Linked DNA regions of Sus scrofa: all the other regions are linked to region 4. Evidence: chromatin contacts called from public Hi-C, HiChIP or PLAC-seq and promoter capture Hi-C data. All regions are on one chromosome and are shown on one strand. The core of a region is the stretch at or near the end of the contact, and the rest is flanking DNA. Distances in the headings are between cores, read along the strand shown.

The links. Promoter capture Hi-C pulls out the DNA fragments that hold promoters and counts their contacts. A called contact is a pair of places that touch in the nucleus more often than the background predicts. HiChIP or PLAC-seq counts read pairs in DNA pulled down with a chosen protein or histone mark.
Region 1: a promoter capture Hi-C map of fetal liver shows a contact between it and region 4, with 2.7 times the contacts expected there. The contact joins the promoter of SEMA3G here to the promoter of GLYCTK in region 4. A contact is called at or near these places in 3 of 5 promoter capture datasets (fetal liver, fetal skeletal muscle and liver), 18 of 47 Hi-C or Micro-C datasets (alveolar macrophages, blood, brain and 12 more) and 2 of 2 datasets of contacts at active chromatin or transcription factors (alveolar macrophages and skeletal muscle).
Region 2: a contact with region 4 is called in a Hi-C map of skeletal muscle, with 3 times the contacts expected there. The contact joins the promoter of SMIM4 here to the promoter of GLYCTK in region 4. A contact is called at or near these places in 1 of 5 promoter capture datasets (liver), 2 of 47 Hi-C or Micro-C datasets (liver and skeletal muscle) and 1 of 2 datasets of contacts at active chromatin or transcription factors (alveolar macrophages).
Region 3: an H3K27ac HiChIP or PLAC-seq map of alveolar macrophages shows a contact between it and region 4. The contact joins the enhancer-like site here to the promoter of GLYCTK in region 4. A contact is called at or near these places in 1 of 5 promoter capture datasets (liver), 5 of 47 Hi-C or Micro-C datasets (blood, fetal skeletal muscle, liver and 1 more) and 2 of 2 datasets of contacts at active chromatin or transcription factors (alveolar macrophages and skeletal muscle).

What each region holds. Positions count from the first base shown.
Region 1 is chr13:34,582,012-34,587,048 of Sscrofa11.1, reverse strand. SEMA3G (semaphorin-3G) reads left to right here and starts at 1,363. Exons shown (of 16, transcript XM_001928251.4): 1 at 1,363-1,562; 2 at 3,268-3,428; 3 at 3,539-3,601; 4 at 3,789-3,908; 5 at 4,180-4,270; 6 at 4,398-4,514; 7 at 4,733-4,878. The coding sequence starts at 1,454.
Region 2 is chr13:34,676,207-34,681,226 of Sscrofa11.1, reverse strand. It overlaps SMIM4 (a long non-coding RNA gene), which reads right to left and starts at 1,604. Exons shown (of 3, transcript XR_002337556.1): 1 at 1,394-1,604; 2 at 1-904. It overlaps NT5DC2 (5'-nucleotidase domain-containing protein 2), which reads left to right and starts at 1,697. Exons shown (of 14, transcript XM_021068900.1): 1 at 1,697-2,029. The coding sequence starts at 1,798.
Region 3 is chr13:34,604,402-34,608,794 of Sscrofa11.1, reverse strand. NISCH (nischarin) reads right to left here. Exons shown (of 21, transcript XM_001925354.5): 4 at 1,041-1,089; 5 at 1-38. Among named protein-coding and RNA genes, the nearest start is that of NISCH, 11 kb to the right of the region's middle. Within about 2 kb of position 2,289, at least 3 of the 83 cell types and tissues checked have an H3K27ac peak or open chromatin away from gene starts, as enhancers often do. A contact at or near this core is called in alveolar macrophages, where this site is marked.
Region 4 is chr13:34,430,648-34,435,717 of Sscrofa11.1, reverse strand. GLYCTK (glycerate kinase) reads right to left here and starts at 2,315. Exons shown (of 5, transcript XM_005669627.2): 1 at 2,133-2,315.

The DNA of each region.
Region 1 (5,037 bases), core at 114-2,613, 150 kb before region 4:
CATGCCCAATCCCAGGTCAGGAGGCATGTATGTGTTGAGGAGAGATGGGGACCAGGAGACAGGGTTCAAATCCCTGGGTCTTCCTCATGTTAACTCAAAGGGCTGATCCACTTCCCTTTTAGGAATGAGATAGGAAGGGAGGTGGGGGTCCCAGGACCCTCCGGAGCCTAAGAAGCAAAAGAGAGACCCAGAATGGGGCAGGACTGAGCAGGACCTGTTCTCAGGCTGCTATGTGGCCTGGTCCACATCCTTCACTCTCTGCTGCCCCATTTCCTAATCATTATTATCATTTGAGGGCTCAGCCTGGCCCATCTGGGAGGCCTAACTTGCAGGAGTTTCCAGAATCCTGGGAACACCGATTTCAATATCTCAAGGTTGAAATCTTAGCACCCAGGGCTACTGGGGCCTGCATGTAGGAGTCTGGAATGGGGTAGAGTGGCACCTGTGGAGGGTGGAAATAGGGCCAGTTTTGGTGGGGTGGGGGAGCGGTCTCCTCACTTGCCTTTATTCAGCCCTTTAGCCTCATCCCCCCTTGTCCCCCTTCTATGACTCTCCTGTTCCTTTGTTCAGAGCTCAGAGCAGAGGGAGTAGGGGTATGAGCACCTTCCCTCCACCATCACTCTGGAGGAATCATAGGGGTAGGGTCTATGGGCAGAAGGGGATTCTGGGAAGAACCCACCTCTTACCTGGTGACACCCTGGGCCCTGAGGCTCCGGGAGGACTGGAGGGCTGAGGGAAGCAGGGCAATGGGGGCCTCCCTTGTATGGGGTAAAACCTGTCCCCTGCCCCAGCCTGGAGGCCAGAAAGGAACAGGTCTGGTAGAGAAGTCTGAGCATTCATCTCTTGCCAATTTCACATCTGTGAAGTGTGGCCAGGCCTCAAGCCCCCATCCAAAATGCAGAGCCCCTTGGGCTGGAATGACTTCCCCAAGGCAACTTGGGCCCTACCAGGGGAGTTGCGAAGCCAGGCCAAGACTTCAGAGGGCTGGACCCTTGGGACCTAGGCCCAGAATCAGTTTGCGGGGGGGCTCTATCATGAGTACTGGAGGGGCAAGGAGCAAAGGAGAGCCCAGCTAGAGCCCCATCCAGCCCATCAACCTCTGATCTCTAATCTTTCTTCCAGGCTATTTCCTCCCTCAACAGTTTGCAAGAGCTTGGGGTCTTGCGTTTGTAGACATTTCTGCATAAACCACCCACACCCCAGCTGGGAAAGAGTCTCCCCAGTGAGGAACCAGCCATTCTGACACAGGCATCATAGGGCGAGGAGGAGAGAAGCTGCAGGTGGACAGCGGCGGGGCTCCTGCCCCCTCCCTCTTCCTCTCCGCCTTCCCTGCCTGGGACTGGGTGGAGCCGCCGCCTTATAAGTGGCAGGCCTGGCGGCAACAGAGCAAACTACAACCAGCGGCAGGACCGAGGGCAGCTCTCCAAGTAGCGTGGTGCCCCTGGTTCCCCGCATGGCCCCCTCAGCCTGGGCCATCTGCTGCCTCCTGGGGGGCCTCCTGCTCCACGGAGGCAGTCCCAGCCCTGGCCCCAGCGTGCCCCGCCTGCGGCTCTCCTACCGAGGTAGGGTAGTGTGTACCCTGTGTGTGTGCGCGCGCGTCTTGCGGGGGGGGGGGGCGGGGGGGGACCTGCACCCTGGGAGACTCCAGCCATGGGGCCCCCGGCAGCCCCAAGCAGTCTGTTCTGCCAGCCAAAGGGATACGGTCACTCCCCGCACAGCCCTTGGGAAGGACTTTAATCATTCCCCACGGGCGGTGTGGTGCTCCCAGCTGGCCGCCAGAGGCAGGAGCCAGGGAGGAAGGCAGGGGAAAGGGGACAGGTCCTGGAAGAGGGGCCAGGGTGAAGACAGGAGAGAGACGCCCAGGCGGAAAACCTGAGGGGGCAACTGAGACAAGAAGTGAGACCTCAGTAGAGATGGGGAGGGGGCAGAGGGGGCAGGTCTGGAGGCTCTGTTTGCAAGCAGCCGTGCTTCTTGCCCAGGGCAGACAGTGGGAGAGAGAGAGGCATCCTGTCCCTCTGTCTGCCCTACAGTGGGGTCTCTCACCCTATCTCCACAGCCTCAGTCCCCTCCTGCCTCTAGCAGCCCACTTTGCAACGCTGGCCGTTCCTCCTCCCCTCCATCCAAGAGGCTCTTCAAAGCCTACCTTCTTTGCCCATCCTGGCCCAGGAGGTTCCTCTGCAGATCTAACCTGATCCGCTGTGCTGCAGCTGGCACAGGCCTTCTCTGATTCCGTGGAAATGGTCCCTGAGACACAAGCTCTCCACAGATATTTCTTGGGGAAACCAGAGGGGTGACCACCTTCCCCGGGAACCCTTGTCTAAGGTGGGGAGACCCAGGCCTGCTCTGGAGGGTTTGAGTGGGGAGACATGGCTCTGCTCCAGAGAGTTCGAAGGGATTTGGGGAAGGGAGATGTGGACTACCCTGTGACTGGGGGTGGGGGTAGTCAGACTACAAGAAAAGGCCCAAATAGGGCCAATCCCCCTACAAAGTACTTTCAGCCATGGAGGTCTTCCTAGAAGAGGCTGTTAATGAATTGGGGAATAGAGTGGGTGCTGGGACAAGGATGACCTTCCCCAGATTGGCCATCACCCCTTCCCACCACCTCCTGCTGCCTGCCCTTGTACACCCAACTACCTAGCTGGACCCCAAGGACCTATTTCAGGATCCCTACCTCCTGGGATCATCATCTCCAGACAGCCACCCTAATCCCCAGGGGCTGGGTGGGCAGCATCTATGGAGGAGAAAACCCTCTTTATCCACTTCCATGGCCTGGAGCTTAGAGATCCACCCAGGCCTTAGCCACATGTTCCCTGCTGGGAACGCTCTCCCCTGCCTGTCTGCCTGTCCCACTGAGTCAGTCTCGCACGCTGCTCAGACCACCCACTCTTCCTCCAGGCTCTCCCAGCACTTCATCCAGCTTGCTGCCATAAGTGCCGCCCATGGAGTCATCTTCCTTGGGGACTGGGTTGGGCACAGATGGGCAAGTAGGAAGGAGACGTTAACTGAAGACCAGAGGGTCAAGGAGTGGAGGGGGAGGGGGCAGGCCCCTGGGTGGGCTGGGCTGGGTGGGAGGCTCAGAGGCCCCCTCTCCCACCCACCCCCAGGAGTCATTTCCCAGAAGCTCTCCAGCAGTCCTGTGGATGCAAACTTTTTCCAGATGTGAGTGTGTGTGGAGGGTGACTGCGCAGCTGGGACCCTTCACCTCCACACATTGGCTGGAGAATGGGCTGAGCAGTAAGCCCTGATCCCCTCCTCACCCCCTCCTAGACCTCCTTTCTGTCAACCGCTCTGCCATCTTTCTGGGTCCTCGGGGCTCCCTGGACCTTCGGGCCCTGTACTTGGATGAGTACCGGGACCGCCTGTTTCTGGGCGGCCGAGATGCCATCTACTCTCTGCGGCTGGACCAGGCATGGCCAGATGCCCGGGAGGTGAGCTGGGCTGAAGGGGAAGTGGGTCTAAGGGCTGGGCAACTCTGGATGGGAGGCCAGCTGGGGAAACTGAGGCTGTGAGGTCAGTGGTCAGCCAGGCTGTGTTTCAGGTCCTGTGGCCACCGCAGCCAGGACAGAGGGAGGAGTGTGTTCACAAGGGAAGAGATCCTCTGGTGAGTGCTGTCGAGTGACTGCCCCCACCCTAACCTAATGCCCAGGCCCTGAGTCCCAGGAGAGCTTGGGGATGCTCCCTAGGTGCCTGTGCTGGGGACACTTGGAGCAGATCTTGAAGACTCTTGAAGGTCTTGAAGAATGTGCCCCCACACTCGGTCCATCTCCTCCCCTCCCCTCCCCCCTCAGGTGGAGTGCGCCAACTTTGTGCGGGTGCTGCAGCCCCACAACCGGACCCACCTGTTGGCCTGCGGCACTGGTGCCTTCCAACCCACTTGCGCTCTCATTGCCGTTGGGCATCGTGGGGAGGTGAGCCAGATGGCCCCACAAGGGATTGGGAAGCAGTGACATTTCCTCCCTGCTGCCTGAACATTCCCCATTGAGCCTGGGTCAGGACAGAGGGGCCAGACCCTGAAAGGCGCCTTTGTGGTGGAGCTGACCTGCTGGCAAGGCTCTGAATGAGGGCGCCTTCTGCTCACCCCCACTCTCCAGCTGCACGCGATGGCTATTCCTTAGGAGGAGGGCTGGTGCCCCTGTCCTAGGTGACACCTCTCCCTCCCATCCTCCCTCCCTTTCCCAGCATGTGCTCCATCTTGAGCCCTACAGTGTAGAAAGTGGGCGGGGGAGGTGCCCACACGAGCCCAGCCGTCCCTTCGCCAGCACCTTTGTAGGTGAGTGATGCCCAGGCCAAGGCAGATGTGGCAAGGGTGGGAGCTGGCTCATGTCATCGGGAAGGGGGGGACCCAGGTCCAGGGCCTGGCCTTACTCTCCTGACTGTGCCCCCAACCCTCACCCCAGGTGGGGAGCTATACACGGGCCTCAATGCTGACTTCCTGGGGCGAGAGGCCATGATCTTCCGGAGTGGGGGTCCCCGGCCAGCCTTGCGTTCTGACTCTGACCAGAACCTTCTGCATGGTGAGCCCAGGGGTCTGCCCCGGGAACTGGCAGTGAGGCGGAGGAACTGACTCTGGAGCAGAGACCAGAAGGGTGGCCCATCCCCACTCCTCTGCCTGGGACTTCAGCCTCCAATGGGGTCCCTGTGCCCCTTCCCCTCCTCATTGGTTCACCCCCACCAAACCCCCCTTCCCTTCTGTTTGAGGGCCCTGCACCAGCTTCATCCTCTCACCTTCTAGATCCCCGGTTTGTGATGGCCGCCCGGATCCCTGACAACTCCGACCAGGACGATGACAAGGTGTACTTCTTCTTCTCGGAGACTGTCCCCTCACCCGATGGGGGCCTGAGCCGAGTCACTGTCAGCCGCGTGGGCCGCGTCTGCATGGTAAGAGCTGTGAAAGGGGCAGTGAGGTTCAGATCCTGGCCGTACCCACCTTCCCAGACCTGTCCCCCATCCTGCACTGGCCCCCCGCAGCAGCAGGGAACCAAGGCAAGGGTGTGGAGCTGACATCCAGGCCGCTCCCCAAGGGTGAGGGTGGAGGAG
Region 2 (5,020 bases), core at 355-2,854, 250 kb before region 4:
GATCCCAGCCGCAGTTGCAACCTAAGCTGCGGTTGCAGCAACACCGGATCCTTAACACGCTGTGCTGGCCATGGATTAAACCTTCATCCCAGTGCTCCCAAGACATAGATCCTGTTGTGCTACAGCAGGAACTCCTCTTCATCTCCCTTTTTAGACAGGGAACTAAGAGCTCAAGCCAGATAGAAATAGAGCCCTGACACCAGAGCCTTCACTCTCTCTATGCTTGCTGAAGATGTAAGGGGCTGTCACCTCATTACCTAAAGCTAAAAAAACTGGGGCGTATCTTTGAGAAGGGAGACAATTATTAGACAATCCAAGAAAGTCAAATGAAAACTTAGAACCAATAAGAGAGTTTGGTGATGTGGCCACAAAATATACAAAAACAGGCTAAAGAGACTGCACAAGCAGGGCCCCTGGAAAGTCTAGGGTCTTCTGCTCAGCCCTCAGGCCCAAGCTCCTGCCTAGATAACATGCCTTCTTCTGGGGCCAACCTCACCCAACCACATGCACACACTCCTTCTCTTATCACTCGTTTCTCTTGGTGGCTCTGGGGGCTAGACATCGCAGAGCACTCATCTCCCACCTAGAGAAGGCTTACATATGGCCAATTCCTCACCAGGGCCTTAGGTGTGGGGGGCTCTGCCACCCACCCACAGGCCCCACCCACAGCCTTCATCCTGCACTTGCACTTGGCCCAGGGTCTGGCACACTAGGTCTTCAGCCTAGGTGCAGTGAATTTTCGAATGCACACACACCCTTAGATTCCGCGAGGCCACCGCAAGCACCCCCAGGGAAACAAGAGTGTCCATCAGGCCAGCTCTCCACGGACTAGGCCCACTGGCGCAGGGTCGGTCTTCTCAGGAACCAGGGCATAGGCTGGGATATGCGGACTGAGAAAATTGATCTGAGTGGAAGAAACGCAGGTGGAGAGTGGTTCCCAGCAGCAAAGAGGAATTTGATTGGGAAGTCTGGTAATATTGCTAGAAGAGCAAGAAGTGTCCTGCTCGGGGAACCAAAGAGTGGAGCAGGTTGGTGGGGCGACTTGCTGATGTAGGAACCAGGCAGGGCAGTGACCCCTGGCCAACGGTCTCTGCTCCTAGTTAAAAGGGGTCATCTGTGTAACGCACAGGAGGGAGAGAGATGGAGCTGCTTTAGCGGATGTTGGCTGCACTATGGGTCCCAAGGTCTCACCCAGCGTGGGGCTGGTACTGGGAAGCGCGCGAGAGGGGCTCTTTATCCACTAGATAAATGAGTGAAACGGACCGGCCTCTGGTCCGCGGGCAGAGTCAGTCATTGGCAGGAGGCTGGGAACAGGACCTCTACTGCAGGACTGGGGGGAGGGGGGGAAATCTAAGGTCAGGAGGACAGGAGGTGGGGGAAGGGGCAGAGGGACCTGGGAGCCGAGGAGGAAAAAGAAGACCAGGGACCAGGGTGGACTCGCCGCTCTCCGGCATTCTCCTCTCTGAGCCCAGGTCGTCCGGAGACTCGCGGGGCCTCCCGGGAGAGCAGAAGAAGCTGCCATCGCTGTAGTAGATACCGAAGCGGGGGGCGGGGGGGCCTCTGAGTCCTCCTCCGCCGCGCCGGGGACTGGGGGAGGGGGCGGGGGAGCCCGCCCCGCCCTGCCCAGGACCTCCCGCCCCCTGGGCCGAGGGGCGCACCCATTGGCCGCCGGGCTCTGGGCGCCGCGCCCATTGGCCCGCTGCTGTGAGAAGCACGCGGCCACCGTGGCGGGCGCGCAGTCAGACGGCGGTGGACTGGACGGAGCGCCGAGGGCTGTGCGGGCGGCGCGCAGCGGGCATGGCGGGTGCGGGCTTGCGGGCGGCTGCTCGGCGCTACCTGCCGCGCCGAGACCACGGCGGGCCGCGAGCCGCCTCGTCCTCGCCCTCCTGCCCTGGCTGCGGCCCCCCGGGTCCCGGCGTCCACTGCCCGGGCGTCCCGCGCTCCACGCCCTCCCCGGCGCCCGCGGGCGCTGCCGAACCTAGTGCGCACCTGTGGGCTCGATACCAGGACATGCGAAGACTGGTGCACGGTGAGTGAGCCGAAGCGGGACGAGCTTCGGGGGTGTAGCCCGAGGGACGGCACATCGCGCGCCGGGAGGACGGACAAACAGATCGAGCGCCTGGGCGCCGCTCCTCGGGTGAAGCGCCCTGGTAGGGCTCGCCAGGGCCACGGAGCTTCAAGGCCAGGCAGCTCTTCTGGAGGAACCGCGGCGGGTGGTCCTGGGGGCCTCCGGGGACGCCCCGACGACTTGAAGCGGGCGGGCGCGAGGTTCCTCACGACGCCGGGTCGGCAGGAGCTCGGGGTTCTCCTAGCAGCCGCCGGAAGGCGAGGCCCCGTGGTTTTTCCTCAGGGTCCCGCCTGCTGGGAGACGGCTGCGGAAACGCCCCCAACCTCTTGTTCTCTTCGGGGCCCTTAGTTGGGGCGGGAGTACCGCAGACAAAGCCAGCCAGCCGACCGGCGGCGCTGGCCAGAGCGGGCTCCTGGCAACTCCAGACCTAAGGGTGGCGACTAGGCTCTTCGGACCCTCTGGAATCCAGCGGTCTTAGCCCAGGAAGGGAAGGTGTTGTTTGGAGAAAGACATCAAGTCGCCCCAGTCCCCTGGAATACAGAGAGGTTGCTGCTTCCTTGACCAGGGCGCTTACTCCTCTGTCCTCTCTCCCTCAGCGAACCAGGCAGATGAGGCCCCAGGGCACCCTGGTGAGGCCAGAGGGCTGAAAGGGCTGAATATTTGCCCTGGACTCGGGGGCCCTGTCTGCAGCAGACAGATGTCCTCGGGTCTTGGTCCTATCACTGACCAGCTGGGTGGCGCTCTGCAAGCCTCGTTTCTCTCATACCCTCAGCGTCATACCCTCAGTGTCCTAGGGCCCATGTTACAGAGCTGTGGTGATGACTTGGAAAGAGTCAGACCAAGAAGGAAGAGGGGAACTTCCAGAGGAGCCCCTCAGGGGTGACGTGGCTTTCATTGGCTAATGAGACAGAGTAGTGGTATCTGGAAGATTCCAACTGCCTGAAGGATAGATTTTGCTCCAGCTGTGGGGAGACCTGGGAGCGGTGGGTGGGCATGACTCCCCTCTTGAGAAGCTGAAGGCGGAATAAAGCCCCTGAAAAATGGTGATTTTGAAGCCTTTGAGCCTTTATTAGGACCCCCACTCCTCCAGTGGACAGGGCACACCTGTGGTACTAATTAAGGAGATGTCGCTGGGCCTGGGGAAGACCCTCTGTAGAGCAGCTTGAGAAGCCTGCCTTGTAGGCATTGGGAGGGAAGTCTAGTGGGGTTTGTCATTCAGACCCCACCTGGATCTTCAGGTCTTCACAGAGACAACCCCTGCCCCCCAGGTTCCTCTTTTTTAAATTTTTTTGCAATTATAGTTTATTTACAATGTTGTGTCATTGTAATTTCTGCTGTACAGCAAAGTGACTCATTCTTTTCTTTTTTTTTTTTTTAGGGCTGCTCTTGTGTCATATGAAAGTTCCCAGGCTTAGGGGTCAAGTCAGAGCTACAACTGCTGGCTTACACCACAGCCACAGCAACGTCATATCCTTAACCCACTGAGCAAGATCAGGGATCAAACCCACAATGTTCTCATTGATACTAGTCGGGTTCGTAATTGATGAGCCACCACAGGAACTTTTTATTCTTTTAATATATATATGTATATGATTTTTCCATTAAGGTCTGTCCCAGGAGATTAGACATAGTTCCCTGTGCTATATAGTAGGACCTTGTTTATCCATTCTAAATGTAATAGTTTGCATCAACTAACCACAAACTCCCAGTCCACCCCACTTCCTCCCCCATCTTTGGCAACCACAGGTCTCTTCTCTGTTTGTTAATCTGTCTCTTTTATAGTCATGTTCATTTGTGCCATATTTTAGGTTCCACATATAAGTGATATCATATGGTATTTGTCTTTCTCTTTCTGACTTAGTATGAGAGTCTCTAGTTGCATCCGTGTTGCTGTAAATGCATTATTTTGTGCTTTTTTATGGCTGAATAGTATTCCATTGTGTGTGTACCACATCTTAATCCATTCATCTGTTGATGCACGTTTAGTTTGTTTCCATATCCTGGCTATTGTGGATAGTGTTGCTGTGAACATAGGCGTGCATGTATCTTTTTGAATTACAATTTTGACCAGATATATGACCAGGAGTGGGATTGCTGGGTCATATGGTAATTATATTTTTTGTTTTCCATAGTGATTGTATCACCTTACAGTGCAGAAAGGTTCCCTTTTTTCCATATCCTATCCAGCATTTGTTAGTTGTAGGCTTTTTGTTTTGTTTTGTTTTGTTTTTTTGGCCACGTGTATGGCATTAGAAGTTCCCATGCCAGGGATCAAACCCAGGAGTTCCATTTTGGCACAGCAAAAACGAATCCAAATAATATCCATGAGGATGTGGGTTCGATCCCTGGCCTCGCTTAGTGGGTTAAGGATCTGAGGTTGCTGTGAGCTGTGGTGTAGTCACAGATGTGACTCAGATCTGACCTTGTTGTGGCTGTGGTGTAGGCTGGCAGCTGTAGCTCCGATGCTACCTCTAGCCTGGGAACTTCGATATATTACAACTGTGGCCCTAAAAAGGCAAAAAAAAGTGGGGGGGGAATCAAACCCATGGGACATATGCCACTGCTGCAGCTACCCTGGATCCTTAACCTTCTGTGCCCAATTGAGAACTCCTGTAAACCTTTTAATAATGGCCATTCCAACCTGTGTGAGGTGGTATATCATTGTAGTTTTGATTTACATTTCTCTAATAATTAGTGATGTTGAGCATCTTTTCAGGTGCCTAATGGATATCTCTATGTCTTCTTTAGAGAAATGTCTTTTGTTTCGTTTTGTCTTTTGTCTTTTTAGGGCTGCCCCCACGGCATATGGAGGTTCCCAGGCTAGGGGTCTAATTGGAGCTGCAGCTTCCAGCCTACAACACAGCCACAGCAATGCCAGATCCACGCTGTGTCTGCGACCTACACCACAGCTCACGGCAACACTGGATCCTTAACCCACTGAGTGAGGCCAGG
Region 3 (4,393 bases), core at 1,040-3,539, 170 kb before region 4:
GATGGCAAAGACCTCGCCGGCCCCCAGGAGCTGTTCTCCTGCAACAGCCACACCCCAAGGGGTGAGCACTGGGCCCCGGCCCCATCCCTGATGTGTGGCCAGAGCAACTGTCCACCGGGCAAACAGTGAACAAGCACTTAGCCAGTGCCCATTATGTGTATGTACCACATCAGGATGAAGCCGGAGCCCTGAACGTATATAAGCAGCCACCCTCTTGAGCTGATGGGCCCACAGTAGACCCAGAACATGTGATTACAAAGGAGGGAAGGGCCTCGGGAATGTACAGCTGGGAAACCTCTCTGAGGTGAGGCCAAGTTACAATCTGAGGCACTTGGCCAGGAGAAAGCTGATGCAGGCAGCCCTGTGGACAATGGGCAAGGCTGCAGCCTCCAAGATGTGGATGTCTTGAGGTTAGGCGAAGCCTATGGTGCCAGCATAGTGCAGGGCCTGAGAGCAGGATGGGGTTCTGAGCCAGACACACTGGCATTTGGCCCTCACTCTGCTCCTTCCAACCATATACCCTCTGGTAAGTAACTGGGCCTCTCATCCTCAGGGTCCTTTTCTGCACCTCCTCGGGGGAAGCAGTAAGATGCAAACACAAGGCTAGCTTCCAAGCACTTACTGCATCTTAGCTACTGCTACTGTGCTCTCTGGAAGGGTTGTGACCCAAAGTCAGCTTCTGTTCACTATCTGAACCCTTTCAGGTAAGGACAAACCCGGAGCAAGAGGGCAGCATGGCACTACCTTCCAGAACTCTACCATAAGGCCCTGGAATAGATCCTGAGTCTGGGGCCAGCCCCCGAAACAGGAATCTGGGGGTTCTAAGGCGAAGGACCCAGCTCCTCAGACCTGCAGAGCAGGTAGGTAGTCAGGTGTGGCTGAAGATCAGGTCAAAGGATTTGGGTCCCAGGGAGGTGGGCCCTGGCTAGAACTTACTTGGCACAGAGCACCTGATGGAGTTCTGTGCCACTCTGAGCCTCTGGTCACCTACAGAGCTAGGCAACTTACACCCAGTATTTCAAGGTCCCTGGGCCATATACCTTTTTCAAAAAGCTCCTCAGCCAGTGCTGCAGTGATGCCATTAATCTCCTGCAGAGGAAAACAAAACAAAACAAAACAAAACCCACAGTCAGGAAGTCCACCTGCTCCTAGTCACCAAGACTTGTACATTCCCTGCTATCTATCCCATCTGCTGTTGCAATGCCAGCTCTCCAGAAAGTGAAACAAAATGGAGAGAATAAAATCTACAATGATTCAAGATTCTCAGAGAGGGAAACAGTATTTCCAGTTACATGGACATTTGACATATCTCTTCAGAAGCAGAAGTGGGAGCTCCCGGCCTGGCTCAGCGGAAACGAGTATGAGTAGCATCCATGTAGATTTGATCCCTGGCCTCTTTCAGTGGGTTAAGGATCCAGCGTTGCCATGAGCTGTGGTGTAGGTCACAGACATGGCTTGGATCTGGTGTTGCTGTGGCTGTGCCTGGGGGCTACAACCCCTAGCCTGGGAACCTCCATATGCCAAAGGTGCAGCCCTAAAAAAAGGAGAAGGGAACATGGAGTTCCCTTGTGGTGTATCGGTGGGCACTGCTGTGGTGCCGGTTTGATCCCTGGCCCTTCTACATGCCACAGCACGGCAAAAAAAAAAAAAAAAAAAAGAGAGAGAGAGAGAGAGAACAAGCACCATGAGCACTTGCCAAGCCCAGGAGGAGGCTGTGGTAGAGGCAGTCCTGTTTCTTCTGGAAAAGAAGCTCCCATCAACCTGGTGGGGGAAAGGGCCGCCCCGGAGCTAACCCTCCCTGAGTGACTGACATAATATTCCTGTTTCATAGCTGTCTTAGGAAAGAGTGAGCAGCCATTCTCTTCCTGTGGTCATGCTTCCAAGCCTTGCAACAGTATGACTAGGCTGAGGGTGACCAGAAAGAGGCAAGGATGGATTTCCTTTGAGGGTGATGGGATGAAGGGGGCACAGTAAGGACAAGACTTCATTCACATGAACAGTTAACGTGCTGGAGTCTTATTTCACTCTAACGGCCAGAGTACTCCCTACAGAGGGGCTCACTCAATCCTCTCAACGCCCTAGGTGAGCAAGACATTATCTTGAATCTTGTTTCATGCACACAAACTGAAGTGGAAAGGTCCTACAATCCTCAATTTTACATGGCTAGAAACTAGCAAAGCCACACTCCCAAGCACTTGGCCTTGAAACCCCTCTCTGTACACATGCGCCTCAGTATTTCAGTGGTGTAACCATGGGGTTCTTACACCACATCCTGCAGGTAAGAACTGTAACTAGATGACAAGACGTTCGTAAACAAGTCCAGATGGAGGCTGCACAATTACCTCAGGAATCTCTCTGCCACCAGGCCACTCAATCCACATGTTTACAGGACTTGAAAGGCACCACGTTGCAAGAGACAGGGTGTCCTTTTTCTGTTTTTCTTTCTGCTGTTTGTCTCTTCCTCACCTTTTTACATAATGAATACTATTTTTTGGCCGCACCCATGACATGTGGAAGTTCCCAGACCAGGGTTCGAACCTGCTGGATCCTTTAACTGCTGCACCACCAGATATTTTAAAGGTTGTTTTTATGCTGGAAATAATCTTCTCCCTATCTGCATATGCCTTTACCTGTGTTCACAGCATTCTGACAGAGAGGTTTGTCAAGTTTACACCGTTTAATCTGTGATTCTTTTCCTTTGCGACTTCTCAATCTCTACCCCCAAGATTATAGAAACATCCCCCTAATTTCCTCTTTTAGTTATATGGACCCCCCCCAATGTGTTTATTTCTGTCATCTGCTTGAAATTCATTTTATATACAGTATGAGAATAACACCCACTTCTTCCCACAAATGAACAAAAAGCCAAAGGGAGAAAAATGAGCCAACACAGCTCCAGCATTAAGAGATTTAGGCCTTTCAGTCTGGCAAGATGCAGGGTCAAATGTAAAAGGGCCACCAGAGGGGCAAAGCAGGCTCTGCGCCGAAGAGGGCTCCAGCTAATGACAGAAGAAGCCATGAGTTCGCTGGAAATTCAACTTGTTTCCTGCAACTTAAACTCAATTACATTTTCCTTGGCTGCTTTGAAGAATTGAAGATCAGTGAGACCTTGGAATGATCCATGGTCTCATTTCTCTATCTACACTTTTGAGAACCAAGCCCTGTCTCCAAATCAGCACTTCCCCATCTTGGCTGCAGGCTGAATCGCCCGGAGAGCCTTGACAAATACAGATTCCTGAGAGGCTCCCAGGAGCTACCCATCTGCACCCACTTCAAGTCCCCAAAGGTAGCTCCTCAGCCTCTCCAACCCCATTGGTGACAATGGGGCTCCTAGAAAGTCTCACATGGACAAATGGCTCCCTGCCCACCCTTAGTACTCAACAAGTCTCACCCTCTGAGTTACACTTCTTCAGGCAGCTGGCGTCAATGCCAGCCCTGCTCAGGAGATAGAACTGGGATTTCCCCAAGACAGAAAGCTAAGAGATAGTGAGAGCCAAGGGCTCATGCTAAGCAGAACACAGGTTTTCACTTCCTGAGAAATCTAAAAAACACACAATGTAACAATTTCTTCCCCCCCCCTCTTGAGCCCCAGGAAGTGTGCCCTGCTGCAACAGTATCTACTTAGTTTCTCAGGTTGATCTTCTTCACCTTGGGAGACTGAACAAAGAAATGCCTCAGCCCCCAAATGGAGGTCCATGGTCCCTTTAGAGAAGCATTTTGTTTGCCTCCTCTGGGTGCTCTGGCTGAACTGTGGCCTTGTGTGCAAAGGTAAGCAGAGTCGGGCCTCCCTGAGCCCTCTATCAGGAGGAGACGAGCTCAGTAGGCCCCAGTCTAAGCTCCTGCAGATTCTGCCCAGAGGTTACCTGTGGGTGATGCCACACACACACTCCACCCAATCCGTGCTGAAGGGACTTAAAGTGCTTCAGGGTGCCACAGATATCTGAACTGCAATGCATTAAAACAAATAAACAACGACAAAAACCCAAAACCATTTCTTCATACTTCAGAAATCTTTTCAATTAAATAAAAACAATTAGCTATGTTTAAAAACTTCAACACCTACTCCTAACATGTCTCAGACCAGTCAGTCACCTGCCAGGATCATGTGTTGGTTTGCAGCCTTGGGCAGCGATGTGAGCTGCACACACAAACCCACCATGGACTAGTACGGCTGTTCTAATGATCTGAACAGGTCACAACCAAGTGCACCTTGCAGCACAGATGCCTGCTCAGTGAAAAACCCCAGGCTAGCCTGATACTCCTGCTTGGCACTTGCTCAAGCACAGAGTATGTATCAGTGGGACATTAACAACGTACTCCATTACACTTCACTGTGTGGTTTACACAAACACGGTAAGGGTTGGGAGTCCTTTTATGACTTTTATTTCATGCC
Region 4 (5,070 bases), core at 1,066-3,565:
AGGCCTGCAGCTGCAGCTCCAATTTGACCTCTAGCCCAGAAACTTCCATATGCCGCAGGTGTGGCTGTGACAAAGGAAAAAGATATTATTGGAGTTCCAGCTGTGATGCAGCAGGTTAAGGATCCTGTGTTGACAGAGGCATAGGTCACAGCTGCAGCTCAGATTCCATCTTGCCTGGGAATTTCCATATGCTACAAGTACAACAGAAAAAGAAAAAAAAAAGGCATTACTTTAATAAATGCCCACCATAAATGCTGACAGCTGACTGCAGCAGCAAGTGTGGACAGAGCAAGAGAAAGGGGCTGGGAATCAGGCTCCAGATCCACCACAAGGACAGCTCGATTTCTCTCATGGGGCCTCATGTGTAAAAAGAAAAGTGGAATGAGATTAAGACTAATAGTCTCCCCTGCACATCTCTGGACTCTCTGAAGCTGTCCACTGTTAACAATGGAACCCAAACATCATCTTATCCCACACTCAAAACACCCGGCAGGAGTTCCCATCATGGCTCAGGAGAAACGAATCTGACACTAGCATCCATGCAGACACAGGTTCGATCCGTGGCCTTGCTCAGTGGGTTAAGGATCCGGCGTTGCTGTGAACTGTGGTGTAAGTCACAGACACAGCTTGGATGTGGCATTGCTGTGGCTGTGGCAGACAGCTACAGCTCTGATTTGACCCCTAGCCTGGGAACCTGAACTTCAGGTGCAGCCCTAAAAAGACAAAAACAAAAAATAAAAAACAACCTGTCAGAAGTTCCTGCCCTGAAGCCCTGCATCCTCATGGTTACAGCAGGGGTTTGTTAACACCGAGCCACCATGAGCACTCCTTTTTTTTTTTTTTTTTTTTTTTTTTTTTTGCCACGACTACAGCATGAGGAAATTCCTGGGCCAGAGATGGAATCCACGCCACAGCCACAACTAGAGCCCCTGCAAGTGGCAACGCCTGGATCCTTAACCTGCTGAATCTGACTGCAGCAGCTCTGGTTGCTCATACAGGCAGGTTCGATCCTGGCCTGGTGCAGTAAAGGATCCTGCATCGCCACAGCTGCAGCATATTCAATCTATGGCCAGGGAAGGAGGGAGGGGAGGGAGGAAGGAAAAAACAAAAAGCAAAAAAACCTGGCAACTTCTAGCCTTCAGCCATTTAGTCTACATGAAACTCAGCTTTCCCGGAAGAGAACCAAGCATGCCCCAGATCAGCTGTGAAAGGCAACACAAAGGGATCCAAAATGGGCTCAGCTGTGGCCTAGGACCTCTGGGGCTGGGCCATTAGAATTAGAGGTAAAAGCCCTTTGGCATGTAGCAATAGTTGATTTTTCAGCCTGGGTGAACTTTGTACCAGTTTCTCTGATGGATAGGGGCCTAGAGGATCCCAGCCCAGGGCAGGGGGCGCCCAAGACTAAGGTAGCCAGATAAAGTACAAGTCACTCAGTTAAATTTGAATTTCAGATAAACAAGTAGTTTGTTAAATGTAAGAACCTCCATACCATGTTGGGGACATACCTATACTAAAAAAATTTTATTATTATTATTTGTCTTTTTAGGGCCCCACCCACCGCGTACTGAAGTTCCCAGGCGAGAGATCCAATCGGAGCTGTAACTGCCACCCTACACCAATTGTCACAGCAATGCCAAATTCTCCGAGCTGCGTCTGCAATCTTTGCCACAGCTCCCAGCAACTCGGGATCCTTAATCCACTGAGTGAGGCCAGGGATCCAACCTGCGTCCTCAGGGATACTAGCTTAGCCACCACCGGAACTCCTTTTTTTTTTTTTTTGGCCGCAACAGGAGCATGTGAAAATTCCCGGGCCAAGGGTGGAACCCACGCCACAGCAGCGACTAGAGCCGCTGCAAGGGGCAACGCCCAGATCCTTAACCCGCTGAGCCACAAAGGAACCCTTAAAAACTTATCTGTTGTTCACCTGAAATTCGAATTTAATTACACGCCCTGCCTTTTTATTTGCAAAACCCAGCAACTCAACTCGTGACAACGCCTCTCCTAAAACCCCCAGCGATCCTGCGCAAAACCCGGAAATACTGAGCAGACCCGCCTCGAGTCCTCCCCCCACCAAGCGGGGCTGGAGCCCTTTCCTCCTTCGCCTGTCCGCCCAGCCCCGGAAATGACGTTACCCTGGGGCCGAGGCCTCAGGCCAACACGAAGGAAATGGCTGCCGCGTAACGTCCAGTAGTGACCCGAGAAATAAAGGGCAGCAACCGCCGTCACCAAGCCCAAGGTACCCGGTGGCCCTGGCGGTGCGGACTTTACTGCCCCACAGCTCCAGGCCGCGGATCCCACCTTTCGTGACCGGAAGTCCCCCAAGGGGGCGGGGCGGAATCCGGAACTTTTAGTGCGTGGGGCGGGGCTGGGACTTCTAGGGAGAGCTGCTGGAGGATCCGGACTGGCATCTTGGATCGGGGTTTTGGCTCATCATTGACCGACTACATCCCCGGCTGAAGGCACTTTCAGGGTTCAGTGTCTTCATCTCCACAGTGGAATAATAATCCCCGCTTCACCGACTGCTGTAATCCGTCCCCCTCCTTTATTCTGTATTATCCCATCAGTCTCAAATCATTCCGACCTACTGTTAGGTGCCAGGCACTGGACTAATCAAGCGGGAGGAAAAATCACTCTACACAACCCATCCACTCTGGCGCCATATTAAGTCATCCTTTCCCCTCACCGCTGTTATTCCACAATTCTCCGGTTACCCTTTCTCCCTTGGGCGACCAAATCACAGCTCCAACTCAGCAAGAGAGTTCTGCTTCGTGGTTCTCGAACACACAGGCAGTGTGTAAACACGAAAGATCTTAGGCCTCCCACGGAGTCCCCGCTCTCACCCTGAGCCTGGCTTGTTACCTTCCCTTATACAAAAAGACAATTCCTGGAGTTCCCCTAGTGGCTCAGCTATAGCTAACGGACTAGTATCAACGAGGACGCAGGTTCCATCCCCGGCCTCACTCCGTGGGTTAAAGATCCCGCTTTGCTGTGGCTGTGGCATAGGCCCACCGCTACAGCTCCAATTCAACCCCTAGCCTGGGAACCTCCATATGCCCCGGTGTGGACCTTAAAAAAAAAAAAAAAAAAAAAAAGGTGCAGAAGGGTACATTGTTGTTACTAATGTTTTCTTCGGGAGAAATGCTTTTATTCATTCCTCCAACACTCAAGAGACGTTTCCTGAGTGCCTTCTAGGTGGACCAAACGCTCTGTCTAGCTGCTGGGATGAGTAAGAAGTGGTACTCTTAGTTGAGAAATTTCTGCTTTTGTAATTACATTCCGACAGTGCTGGGGGCCAGAAGAGGGGGTGTAAATTTGAGCATCCTCTCATTATTTAGTCCCAGACTCTCATAAACAGACACCATTTACTGTGCCAGCGCTGTTATATCAGACTGTTAGCAGGAGATATATTATCTTTTTCTTTTTAGTCTTTTTGCCATTTCTTGGGCCGCTCCCGTGGCACATGGAGGCTCCCAGGCTAGGGGTCGAATTGGAGCTGTAGCCACCAGCCTATGCAAGAGCCACAGCAACAATGGGGATCCAAGCCTCGTCTGTGACCTACACCACAGCTCACAGCAACGCCGGATCCTCAAACCACTGAGCAAGGCCAGGGATCAAACCCGCAACCTCATGGTTGCTAGTCGGATTCATCAACCACTGCAGCACAAAGGGAACTCCTATATCCATTTTTTTAATCCCCATCCCACCCTACAGCTACTCACAAGATGCATTTAAAGATAAGGTTTTGTTATACAGTAAAAGAACAGAGACCATTCCAACAGAGAAAAAAAGCCAAATTAGGAGTCTTTATTACTGGCCAGGGCCACACACTGCCTAAAAGAGTGCCTAAAACAGTGTGAAGCCACGAACAAAGAAACGGACCGCGTTTATAAAAGCAAACTTACACCCAGGTTGGGAGGAGGTACGCATGCCTAAGCAGGGGTGCAGAAGCAAAGCAGTGGGTTAAGTTATTTTAAACCTTAACTAGTAATAGTGTTTAGGTTAAATAGTAACGATTTAGGGTAAGGGCTCTATTTCCTGACTTCAAGCAGGCAGCTTATGCTGGAGTCAAAGAGGTGGTTAGATGAGTAACCATGTAGCAAATGCAGTTCTCCTTATCAGCTAACCTTGTTCTCTAAGGAAGGGGGCAGCTGCCAGAGGCTAAGGTGCCCAGCTGCTTACATGACACCGGTGCTGTGGAATGTCAACAAGGCCCAAGCTTATGTCCTTCAGTTTAGATTCACACTGGACTGTGAGCTCCTAGAAGGTGGTAACTTGGTCTGACTAATATTTGCGTTTCCACTGCCTTGCATAGGACCAGACACAAATACAAGCTGGGATTTTTTCTCTTTTTAATGAGTTAACGAGAGAGAAATGCTCAGCTACAAAGTGCTGCAGATCCTAGGTGGAAGGGATTTCACAAAAGGGAAAGAGATGATGGTGAGTGGAAGTAGAAAACTTCATGAGGAAGTGGAATTTGGGCCCAAGAAAACAGGCTCATCAGAATGCTTAAACATACCTTGATAGTAGGTGCACTTTGGCAATAAATAGTAATGTCAAAATGTGACAAGCTGTGTTCCCATTGTGGCTCCTCAAGTTAAGAACAAGACTATGGAGTTCCCGTTGTGGCGCAGTGGTTAACGAATCCGACTAGGAACCATGAGGTTGCGGGTTCGGTCCCTGCCCTTGCTCAGTGGGTTAACAATCCGGCGTTGCTGTGAGCTGTGGTGTAGGTTGCAGACGCAGCTCGGATCCCACGTTGCTGTGGCTCTGTCGTGGGCCGGTGGCTACAGCTCGGATTCAACCCCTAGCCTGGGAACCTCCATATGCCATGGGAGTGGCCCAAGAAATAGCAAAAAGACAAAAAAATAAAATAAAATAAAGAACAAGACTAGTATCCATGAGGATGTGGGTTCAGTCTCTGGCCTTGCTCAGTGGGATAAAGAATCCACCGTTGCTGCAAGCTTCGGCCATAGGTCAAGGATGTGGCTTGGATCTGGCATTGCTATGGCTGAGGCATAAGCTGGCAGCTTTGGCTCCAATTTGACCTCTAGTCTGGGAACCTCCATATGC